Linked DNA regions of Mus musculus: region 2 is linked to region 1. A link is a contact called in public promoter capture Hi-C data. All regions are on one chromosome and are shown on one strand. Each heading gives the region's core, a stretch centred on a gene start, on an enhancer-like site or on the middle of the called end of the contact. The rest is flanking DNA. Distances are from core to core; before and after follow the strand shown. Region 1 overlaps Mapkapk2 (MAP kinase-activated protein kinase 2). Region 2 overlaps Rassf5 (Ras association (RalGDS/AF-6) domain family member 5).

Region 1 (5,003 bases), core at 1,182-3,681:
CACTCTTGTATGTATGTGTGTATGTGTGTGTGTGTGCACACACCTGTGTGTATGCATGTATGTATGTGTGTGCACGCCTGTGTGCATGTGTGAACGACCTGTGATGTGAGGTTTATCCACATGGTTGCATGTGCTGGTGGTCTGTTACTCTCTGTGCTGAGTCCTGTTCCATTGTGTGGGCACGATAGTTGCTTATCTTCTCTCCTGTGGATGGGCGTTTGGGTTGTTTCCAGCTTTGAGAACGGAGGACTCAAACTCCAAGAGCTTCCCACACAGGGCTTTTTCTTGTGAGCCTGGTGTTTTCATCTCTCCCGGGGAAGTAGCTGGCGTGTGATTGCATGGGTACTGGAGGCTGCCTATTCCTGGCCAGCTGCCCTGCCTTCTGACTGTCTGAGATTAGGGCGAGCCCACTCTTCAGCTGAGTTACTCTCCCCAAGAGGGTGGGCTCTCCTTGGAGCCTGCCCAACTTTTTCCAGAAGAGGAAAATGGCAGTCTTATAAGACTTTATCATTGTTGACCTGCTTGCTGCCACTGAGAAACAGAATTTAGTCTGCTTTGAGTCCCTGACTCCCGCTTGAGGGCTGTCTCTTCAGGCCTGTTGCTCTAGTTTTGTGGACTGTTTCTCTTGTGTTGTGGTCCTCAGATCTGCCACAGCGTGGTTTTCCTCTTCTGAGCAGGAGCACAGTTTTCCCTGTGTGACCTAGAGCTGAGCTGCGGCACCCTGGGTGTGGTGTGTGTGTGTGTGTGTGTGTGTGTGTGTGTGTGTGCAGTGCAGACCGTGGGTGGCGCTGTGCCGTGCCAGATGAGTTACTGTCCATCACAGTGCTGCCCATCCGACTGACTGATGTTGCTGTTAAGATACTCAGCGTGATATCACATTGAATCCTCGAACAGGAGCTGCACACATTCTGTTTGCTCTTGTCTCATTTAATCCCTGCTTCTAGCTGATGAAAAAGCTACTACTAAAATTAGCTTTATTGGGACCCTGGTTTAAATCAGCCTTTCTTAGCTGTGGTATTATTGACTAGATGCATTGTTGTGATAGGAGCCAGGGAGAGTGGGGGTAGGGTAGAAGTTGATGTTGTCCTGGGATTTGTAGGAATGAGCAACGTTATGGCTTTCACTGCTTAGATGCAGTTGCCATGTGCTCCCCAAAGCAGTGATAATGAACACTTATGCCAGATAACTGCCAAGTGTGCCTTGGGGCAAGCATCAGTATAGTTTGGTGGTACCACACTCACTAAAGATGGAACTATACAGAGAAGACTAGCATGGCCCCTACACAGGACATGCACATCCATGAAGCAATCCATCCATCACTTTCCAGAGGACGGGTCCCTGCTAGGTTTGTGGGGCAACATTTATTTCCCTTGGAGTCTTTTGTTCCTGCTGATCAGGAAGTAGAATGAAGTGGTCTTGATGGGGGGAGGGTCAGCCTAGTTTGAAAACAGGTCCAAGCTGTTGCTTTTCCTAAAGCTAATCACTATGGATCTCTAGTGTGCATACTTCCAAGTTATGTGTTTTGTGTGGTCTTCATTTTCTAACGTTCATGAGTTTCACCTACTACAGATGAAATGACCAGTTCTCGGCAGCGTGGCTCAGCTTTCGGCTGCCGTGGTGGATTAGCATTGAGTGATTGTGTGGAGGACAAACTTCTCTGTGAGCTCTTGAGTGTGCAGGTCACCGTGCACATGGTAATATTGTGGGCAGTGACCAATCTTTTTACAGTCAGTTGGTTATTGGTCAGCAGGCCATCTGGGAAAGTTTGTGCTTCTGTTTCTTCCTTGTCTCTAACGAGAAACTCATGGCATATTTTGATACATATTTGATACACATTTAGATACTATCACTGTCTGCATTAAGTGGCTGAGGGTAGTGTAGATTGAGAAAATGAAGTCATTGGTTAAGGCCAGGCAAGGTTGAAGTTGGTATTTGAATGAACTTTAGAACTATGCCTTTAGTCACAATTCTTTACACCCTTTGTTTTTCTTAGAAGTAGCTTAATAACAAAAACCAACAAGTATGTTTACTGCAGGAGGCACAGATCTAAGCCCAGTTTTATTAACCCCTCCCTGAGGAAGATACATTATTGTCCTATTCTGTGTGGAAGGGGACTGGAGGCCTGACGATAGGAACCTCCTTGGGGCCACTGCCCAGATGGTGGCAGACCGGCTGGGTCCACCCCAGGCAGGCAGACAGAGCCTTTGCTCCCTGGTATCTGGAGCCACTCCTGTGACAAGGTTCCTTCCTCCTCTGCTGTTGTAGTGACTCCAGAAATACTAACAGGTCTTGGAGGCGATTTTTGCCTCATGTTTTCTCCTACTGTGTCTTAAAGCAAAAGCAGTAACAAAAAACCCTGTTGCCCAGGCCACGCCTGATTGTTTCTGTCTGCTCTTTCCACACTGCAGATTTCATAAGCTTGTTGTCGGTGATGTCGTTAGTCAGCTCAGTGGTAAAATATTAGACAAAGCCAAGGATGGCATTCCTTGTTTTTGTCATGGGGTGGACTCTCTGAGTTAGTCAGCAAGCAGATTTTTATGGACTTCCTCTCAAGTGCCGTGTATTGGGGACTTACAACTTGGAACCAAAGAATGGACAAGACATTGCCTTGGTCTGTAGTGGGAGAAGACACCTATTGTGAGTAACACCAGTGTTTTTAGCTTTTGCTTTGGTATGACCAAACACCTTAGCAAAAGCCATCCGAGGAAGGGTTTATACTGGCTCAAGGTTCAGAGAGTCCAGTCCATAGTCAACATGGCCCCATGTGCTTGGAGGAACGTAGTAAAAGAGAGCTGTTTATGGGAAATAACAAGATGGGGAGCTGGTGACAGAATCCATTCAAGGACTTACCTTTAGTGACCTGCCTTCTCTAGTCAGGTTTCAACCTCTTAAAGTGTCCAGAACCTCCCAAAATAGCACCACCATGGGGGCCTAAGCATAATTTAGTAACTCTTTGAGACAAGAAATGCGAGTCACTGGCCGTGATTTCTCAGGGAGCCCAGGCTGGACAGTGAAGGCCTAGCTGATGATCTGCCCCAGAGCTTTACCAGAGATGGTGCATGTAAACCAGTCCGTGTGTTTGGTCTTCCCTTTAAACAAGCAGTAACTCTGTACCTCTCAGTGGGTAGAGTGTTAGCACTCTGGATTGCGGATTGCTTCCTTGCCCATGTTTAGCATTTCTAGTCTGACAGACATCGAGCCTTCGTGCTAGAACAGATGGGCAGGGTAGCCATGGACATTCCCCCAGTTTCTGTTCCCAACAGGGGGCCCCTTCCTCCCTGATCAGTTTTGACTTGGCTGCAGCATCTAGTTCACGCGCTGAGGCACTCTGCTCTCTTTTCCTGAGCTGACACCCACTCTGCCCTGCCTGGCTTGCTAGCAGGTTTTAGGTCTTGGGATCCATCTTTCAGTGCCTCACTTTCCTTGTGATTAGGTGATACTAGAGCTCACAGTTATGATGCTACTCTGATAGGGGAAGTAATTCCTAAAAGTTTAAAGGGGCTGGGCAGTAGTGGCACACGCCTTTAATCCCAGCACTTGGGAGGCAGAGGCAGGCGGATTTCTGAGTTCGAGGCCAGCTGGTCTACAGAGTGAGTTCCAGGGCGGCCAGGACTACACAGAGAAACCCTGTCTCGAAAAAAAGAAAAAAAAAAGTTTAAAGGGAAATCAAAATGGCAGATGTTTTAGTTGTGGAAAGCAAAGTCATCCGGAAAGGCAAGGTGTTTCTAGAAATAATATTTTTTCTAGAGATAATCCAAAAAGAAGGCCCCAGACTAAATTTTAGAGTATGCAGAAGGTATGGTATAACCCAGCATTGGACTAATGAATATAAGTCAACAAGGGCTAGGCAGGGTAACACTTTGCCATTGGGAAATGCCCTAGGGAGCCTCCCAAAGGCCCCAGTACCAAATTCCATTCAATCATTCCCTGTCAACTTTGGGGAAACTCATCCATAGAGCAATTAAAAGATTTAGCGCCTGTTTTTAAATACAGTACTGCTCTGGATACACTCAAGATCAGAAGAGTTTCAGTAGATAAAACAAAGAATTCAGGGGAGACCAGAAAACAAATATTTTGGCAAACTGCTACAAATGATCAGAGACCAAAGCTAAAAATACAAATAAATGACATTGAAATTGAAGGCTTAGTAGACACAGGAGCAGATGTAACAATAATTTCACCAAGATCTTGGCGTCCAGATTGGCCTCTTCAGCAGGTAAGTATTCAGTTTCTAGGGATTGAAACTTTATCTCAGGTAAAACTGAGTGCATAGGGCCCGAAGGACAGAGGAAAATGAAAGCCACATGTTGCTAATATAGCCATGAATTTATGGGGACATGATTTGTTGCAGCAATGGAAAACACAGATTAACATTCCTCCAACCTCAGAAACAAACCATAAAATAAAGAATGTTTCTGAGAAAAATATTAAAAGGCATTATCACAGACTGTCCAGGCTGGCCAGAAGCAGGGCACAAGAGCTGCAGAGAGACACTGGACAGTAGAAAAAGCCAAGTTAAATCAGCTGAGAGACACTGGACAGTAGGAAAAGCTGAGTTAAATAGGCCTGTATATTTTAAAGATGTGTGAACCCCAAATGGAAACTGGAATATGTATTACGTTTGGGAAGAGGTTTTGGCTTTGTTTCCATAGGAGAAAAAAGCCGTGGACACCATCAAAATTGATAAAGTTTAGATTCAGACAGGAGAGACCTCCTGAATAAGGAGAGTTGATAGTTCATCAAACAGCTTGGTCATTCAGTCCAAACTAACTTATAAAGACTAACACATGTCTTTCATCTGATCAGGCATGAAAAAAATAAAAATAAAAATTAATAATATTTTCAAATGATAATTTCTGAGAGGCATACTTACCTTACTGTCTTGTGCCCTAACTCCATGGTCGAATGTCAGACTGTAGATTGCATGTAGCCCACGCCATCTTGAATCTTAGCTTTTGAGTTTTCTTTTTTAAATAAAAAGAATATTTTTGTTGTTTAGTATT
Region 2 (5,357 bases), core at 1,937-4,436, 110 kb before region 1:
CTGGGAGATGATTCAGGCTTACCTGGTGGGGGAAGGGTCGGTATCTTGATTACCTTAGCTAGGACCGGAAGACCCATTACTGGGTGGTGCCATTCTCCAAAGGACCCTGGAGTCTCTGGAGGTCTACACCTTGACTCCTACACCCAGGAGGCAGAAGCAGGTGGATCTCTGTGAGTCTGAACTCAGCCTGGCGTACATAGTGAGTTCCAGGGCATCCACGGCTACCCTGTCTCAATTGATGATGATGATGATGATGAAGATGATGAAGAAGAAGATGATATAGCAAGCTGAGCACTAGTAAGTGTTCATTTATTGCTCTGTTCCTGATTACGGATACAATACACTCACAGCTCCTCAAGCTCCCACACAGTGACTTCTCCTTCATGACAGGCTGTAACCTGGAACTACAAGCCAGAACAAACCCTTTCTTCCTTAAGTCGCTTCTGTCAGGGTGTTTTACCACAGGAGCAGGGAGAAAATACTGCAATGCATAGGAGGTGTGACTTGGGAGGAAGACTGGGTAGAAGTGTATATACCTTCCTTAGTTGGAGAATTACAATGTCACACAACAGACACATCAAGGGCCCAGAGGACAGGAGGCTGCTATGGGCTAAAATTTTCCTAGGTACCACCTAGAGGAGATGGAGCCGACCGAGGGAAGAGAGGTGTGTGTATTCTAGGGAGGGAAATTGTGCAAACCCCACCATGGAGCAAACTGCTACTCAGGGGCACATTGCACAAAGCAAGTCTCACTGCCCCGAGTGCATTGCACAAACACATTTCATTGTGCCACCACTACCCCCGTTCTGTGGCTGCCTCTGTGTTACGAGGGTAGAGGGCAGTAGATGCATAAGATTGTGGCCTCCAAAGCCTAGTGTTTACTACCCGAACCTTCACAGAAGTCTGTCCACTGCCTGTGCTGAGAAAGGAATGAATGAGCTCTAAGGCTGCTTAGCTAATCTAGAATATGTAAATAAGGACAATGAGAAATGAACTTGGTTTAGAGGGATAGGCTTGGGTTTCCTGGGAAACCTCTGGTTAGATTTGATTGATCCGTAAAACACCTTTGAACCTCCTGTCTTACTTTTATAGCATTCTTGAGTGGCAAAATAATTTGATCTCAAATTTATAGAAGGAATCATGATTTAAAGGGTCTCTTGATTCTCTCAAGGTCAAAAAATTAGTAGTGAGAGTCTAAAGCCAAATACATACCCATCCCCCAGGTATCTGAGCAGGAACAAGGCTCTGGGATACCATGATGGACGAGACAGGCGTGATTACTTCACTCCCAGAGCAAGGCCCTCCACGGCTCCTTAGAAAAGCCGAGACCCCCTCCCCTGCAGTCAGTGAGGGATCCGTGGAGGTCCTGAACAAGTGTTGTCTTCTTCACGCCCAGTGCTGATGGGCACAGAAGAAACAGAAGTCAGTCTGGCATGGTCATGAAAGATCTTCCACATAAGAGAGAGGGGAAGCCATCACTGATAGCTTCCAGGGAGGTGGATGGAAGCAAGCGGGATTGTAGATAAACTCCAGATGGCGAGGGTTGACTTTCGATAAGCTCAGCTTCGGTCTGGCTGTGATTCATTTTCTCCAGCTATATATGGTTGTGAGGATGGGGCCCTTCTTCATGTGCTGGCTTGTGGAGGTGTGTGAACTGATACATGCTGGGAACAGTACGAGGCTCACTGTCGTCACCGCCACCATCAATGCGGGGCTGCGGTGATTAGGGAAGCCTTGCCGGGGAAAGCAACTGCAGATGGGCAGACAGGAGTGAGACCATCAAAGTCACAGGCAAGGAGAACACTTGGACACATTTTAGGAGAGTGACTTTTTTTTTTTTAGAACTGAGGTTTGTGTGATTTAGATCAAGCCAAAGCCAGCACTGAGGGTGGACACACTCTCCTCTGCCTCCGCCCACTGTCACTCTGTGAACTTGGCTGGAGATTTCTAGAAGCTACCGGCCTCACTCCTTAGAGGGTCATCCTTAGAGCAGAATAACCAAAATGAAGATTCCCGTTTGTCTCTGATTGCACTGTGGACCTAGCCAGTGTTGCCTTGAAGATAAAATACAGCAAAGTCTGACCTAGCATAAAGCTGTCTGTGCTGGGGTTTTTTTTAAAGATATTTTGACTTTATTTGGTTTTTTGAGATAATAGTTCTGATAGTTCATTATATAGACCAGGCTGCTCTTGAATTTGCAGTGATCCTCCTGCCTCTGCCTCCTAAGTGCTGGGGTTATGGGTGCTTGCCACCACTCCCAACCCACTGAGGGCGTTTTAATAGATATTAGGGAATGGGGGGGGAGGGGATCTGTGCTCTTATGACTGGCACACAGCCTGTCACGTGGTTGTCATGCCTCCACTTTATAACTTCCTTACTGCAGTACCTTCAAGAGCTTACAGTGGTCACAGCCTTTTGTGGCTTAGGACGTTAGACAAGCCAGCTTTTCAGCAGTACCATGGATGAGCCAGGCATGCTGAAAACAGCTTAGCTGCTGCCAGGGATTAGTCAGAGAGAATCAATTCCATGTTGCAAGTCCCAAGATGGGTAAACTCTCGGAGAGACACCTGACAGGATAATACCTAGATTTACTAAATTATAAGAGTTCCCCATTCTGTTTGGACATTGGGGAGCCCCAAGACATAAGCGTGTATCTTCCTGGCTTCTGCCTTGTGTCCATCATTAGAGAGACACGTCCTGCACTGTGAGGGCTTGAGATTGTGTCAGATGAACAGAAACCAGAGCCTGCCTTGTCCTCGGACACAGCGGACTCTGCCTTTTAGGTAAAATGTGGGGCCAGCTTTTATCTGTTGGCCCCAAAATAGTAGCTCTGTAGCTGGATGGAATTGTTGTGAACTCTGCAACATGTTGAAATCATCTAATAGATTTCAAAAATTCTTGTTCCCAGACTACACCCCAGATCAATCCCAGATCACTCTCTAAGGAGAAAGTCCAGGAAACCACATTTTTAGAAAATCCCCAGATGACGCCAATGTGCTTGGAAGTTTTAAGAGTCCATAATCTAGATTCTACGGTGTTTCCCAGGTGGTGGATTTTGAGCTCCTGGACGGGGCTCACTGATTGGCCTACTTTGGAAAGTGATTCATTCCATCTGTAGGTTAGATCTTGCCTGGCAGGTTCAGTGTGGGCAGCAGCCAGACTGAACTGGGTGCTGACATTTGGCGCTGACATTCTATGTGAGCAAGGTTCACAGTGTTGGGCACACACAGGCTGCTGACGCTCCTAGGTAGATGGAGCTCATCGACCGCCCCCCCCCCCCAAGACCAGATCTTCCAATGCTGAGGTCAGGAATGCCATCTTCTGCCTTGGTCTGGAAGGTACCCATGGCTACTTGCATCATTTTCCAGCCTTGTGGAAAGGGAACAGAATAGATCGGTTGATGTAATGAATAAAAAAAGTGGAACAGGAAGAAGAAACCTAAAGCCAAGGCAGCTGTGACTCACTGTGGTCCAAAGTGGGCGTGGAAGCAGGCCTTCAGCAGCCACAACACAGCTGCTTTTTCAACAAGGAAATGGCTGGAACGGAAAACAGAGGTCTTCCAGGGACTTCTAGAGTTTTCCATCACTTAATTCTTTTTTTGTAGATGAATATGAGAATGTCCCAGGAATGACAGTCAGCCTGCCTGAGATGAGTAGAATGAAGGCTAAAACAGCAGCCACCCAGCTACCCATTCTGACTTGAAATGACCAGAGAGCAAGGCAGGGCCATAGCCAGGCACATCTGGTCCATAGAGAGGTATCCAGCATGTGGAGACTGGAAATGGAGAGTCCCAGAAGTGAAGACAAATGAGAGGAATCCGTTTGGAAGCCTCCAGATGAATGAGTCAGGTGAAGACAGCCTGTGAGGCTCACGTGAGTTATGCACTTTAAGCAAACAGGAGATGTCCCAGCAACTATTTTCTCTTGGGCATTCTTCAAGATCAAGTAAGAGGACATACTGGCAGGCCCCTACATCCTGCCAGCTGCCCTCACTCCAGATGTTAGGAGTCCCTCTTTGCCAGCTTCATAGATGATGCAAAACCCACTGGGATGCCTAGAGCTGGACCCACTGATAGGCCAGCTTAGATGAATGTTCCACAGGCCAGGTCTTGTTTTATCATCTGTTCATCCCAGGCCTGCAGTGTTAAAGTTCAGTGACCATTACTGGTGTGGTGGGGTGCTGATCCCGATAGCAGAAGGGGCTGCCCTAGGGTGGCCACATGCTCAGTTGAGAACTTGACTCCATGCTTATATGGACTTCATTCTTGCTCCTACTTGGCTACTCACTAGCAATGGGCTATCAGCATATTTATTTTCTATGTTCATGATCTTACAATAGGAATGCCATAGGTAGTGTGTCAGAGAAGGTATCTGGACCACCAACCCAGTAGTTACCATCAGGAGCTGTGGGTGAAAAGTGCACAGGAGCAGACCATGCAAGAGCCTCGAATGAAAGAGGATGTCGGCTCGTCTCTGTGGAGGGCTGGGAAGGTGGAGCCATACAGACCCAGCAATGCCCACTGCTCTTGGCAGTTTCCTGTGCCCTATAGGATTGGCGAGTGGGAGGAGGAAGTGCTGATGTGCTGTGCGTGTGATGAAGTCCTACAAATGGGCATGCTGAAGGGAAAGGCCAGGCATGAGCTCTGTTGGTGAGCACCCCACTGTGCTTCACTTGGTGGTGGGGACAGTGTGATGTGGAAACCGTTGTAAAATTCTTCAAACCAAACCCCAAGCAGGTATCAGATGCTGTCGAGTCATCCTTCTCTGGGCATCTGCTGTCTGATGTACTAGAGATGATTCCTGACTGCCCAAGTCTGCTGGGTTTCTAAGATCAGAATAATTCTGGGAGAATTTTCACCTACCGGCTCCCTGCACTCCAAGCCACTTTGGGGAGCATTAAGACAAACTGGGAAATGACCCTGAACATGAGGGAAGTCCAGAGAACGGACCTGTGAAAAAGACCTGTGGAGATCTCAGAATCCACCGGTACCATACTGCAAGGGATACTGACCTTAAGTTCCTTCTTCCATTTTCCTGGCGGGTCACAGATAAAGCAGGGAACTCTGTCAGATCGAATCATGTGATGCGGGGAGACCACAGCAGGACAGGTGTGGGATTTCTGGCTTGTTCTGCACATGGGGATGGGGGTATTGAGCTGGTAAATGCAGAGTCCCAGTGTTCTCACCTGGAGAATCAGGAATCAGGAAGTTTGGGTCTGTGAGATGTGGAGATAGCTGAATCCTTAGTGTATAGAGGAGGTGCCTGAATGAACTGTCCCTAACAGTTCATTCACTTGACAAATCATCACATGTTATGAGCAAAGCTTATTGCCAGTGACATGAGCTGACTGGCAGGCGG

Evidence for each region. Capture Hi-C pulls out chosen DNA fragments and counts their contacts.
Region 2: a promoter capture Hi-C map of liver shows a contact between it and region 1. The contact joins two enhancer-like sites. A contact is called at or near these places in 3 of 115 datasets of contacts at active chromatin or transcription factors (CD8 T cells, the HPC-7 cell line and microglia) and 2 of 9 other capture datasets (adipose tissue and liver).

The regions. Positions count from the first base shown.
Region 1 is chr1:131,069,974-131,074,976 of GRCm38.p6, reverse strand. All of the region lies in intron 1 of Mapkapk2 (MAP kinase-activated protein kinase 2), which reads left to right. It also overlaps the pseudogene Gm25549. Among named protein-coding and RNA genes, the nearest start is that of Mapkapk2, 25 kb to the left of the region's middle. Within about 2 kb of position 2,431, at least 49 of the 459 cell types and tissues checked have an H3K27ac peak or open chromatin away from gene starts, as enhancers often do. A contact at or near this core is called in adipose tissue and liver, where this site is marked.
Region 2 is chr1:131,182,595-131,187,951 of GRCm38.p6, reverse strand. The region is part of intron 2 of Rassf5 (Ras association (RalGDS/AF-6) domain family member 5); the gene reads left to right. It also overlaps a transcript of Eif2d not described here. Among named protein-coding and RNA genes, the nearest start is that of Eif2d, 32 kb to the right of the region's middle. Within about 2 kb of position 3,186, at least 133 of the 459 cell types and tissues checked have an H3K27ac peak or open chromatin away from gene starts, as enhancers often do. A contact at or near this core is called in adipose tissue and liver, where this site is marked.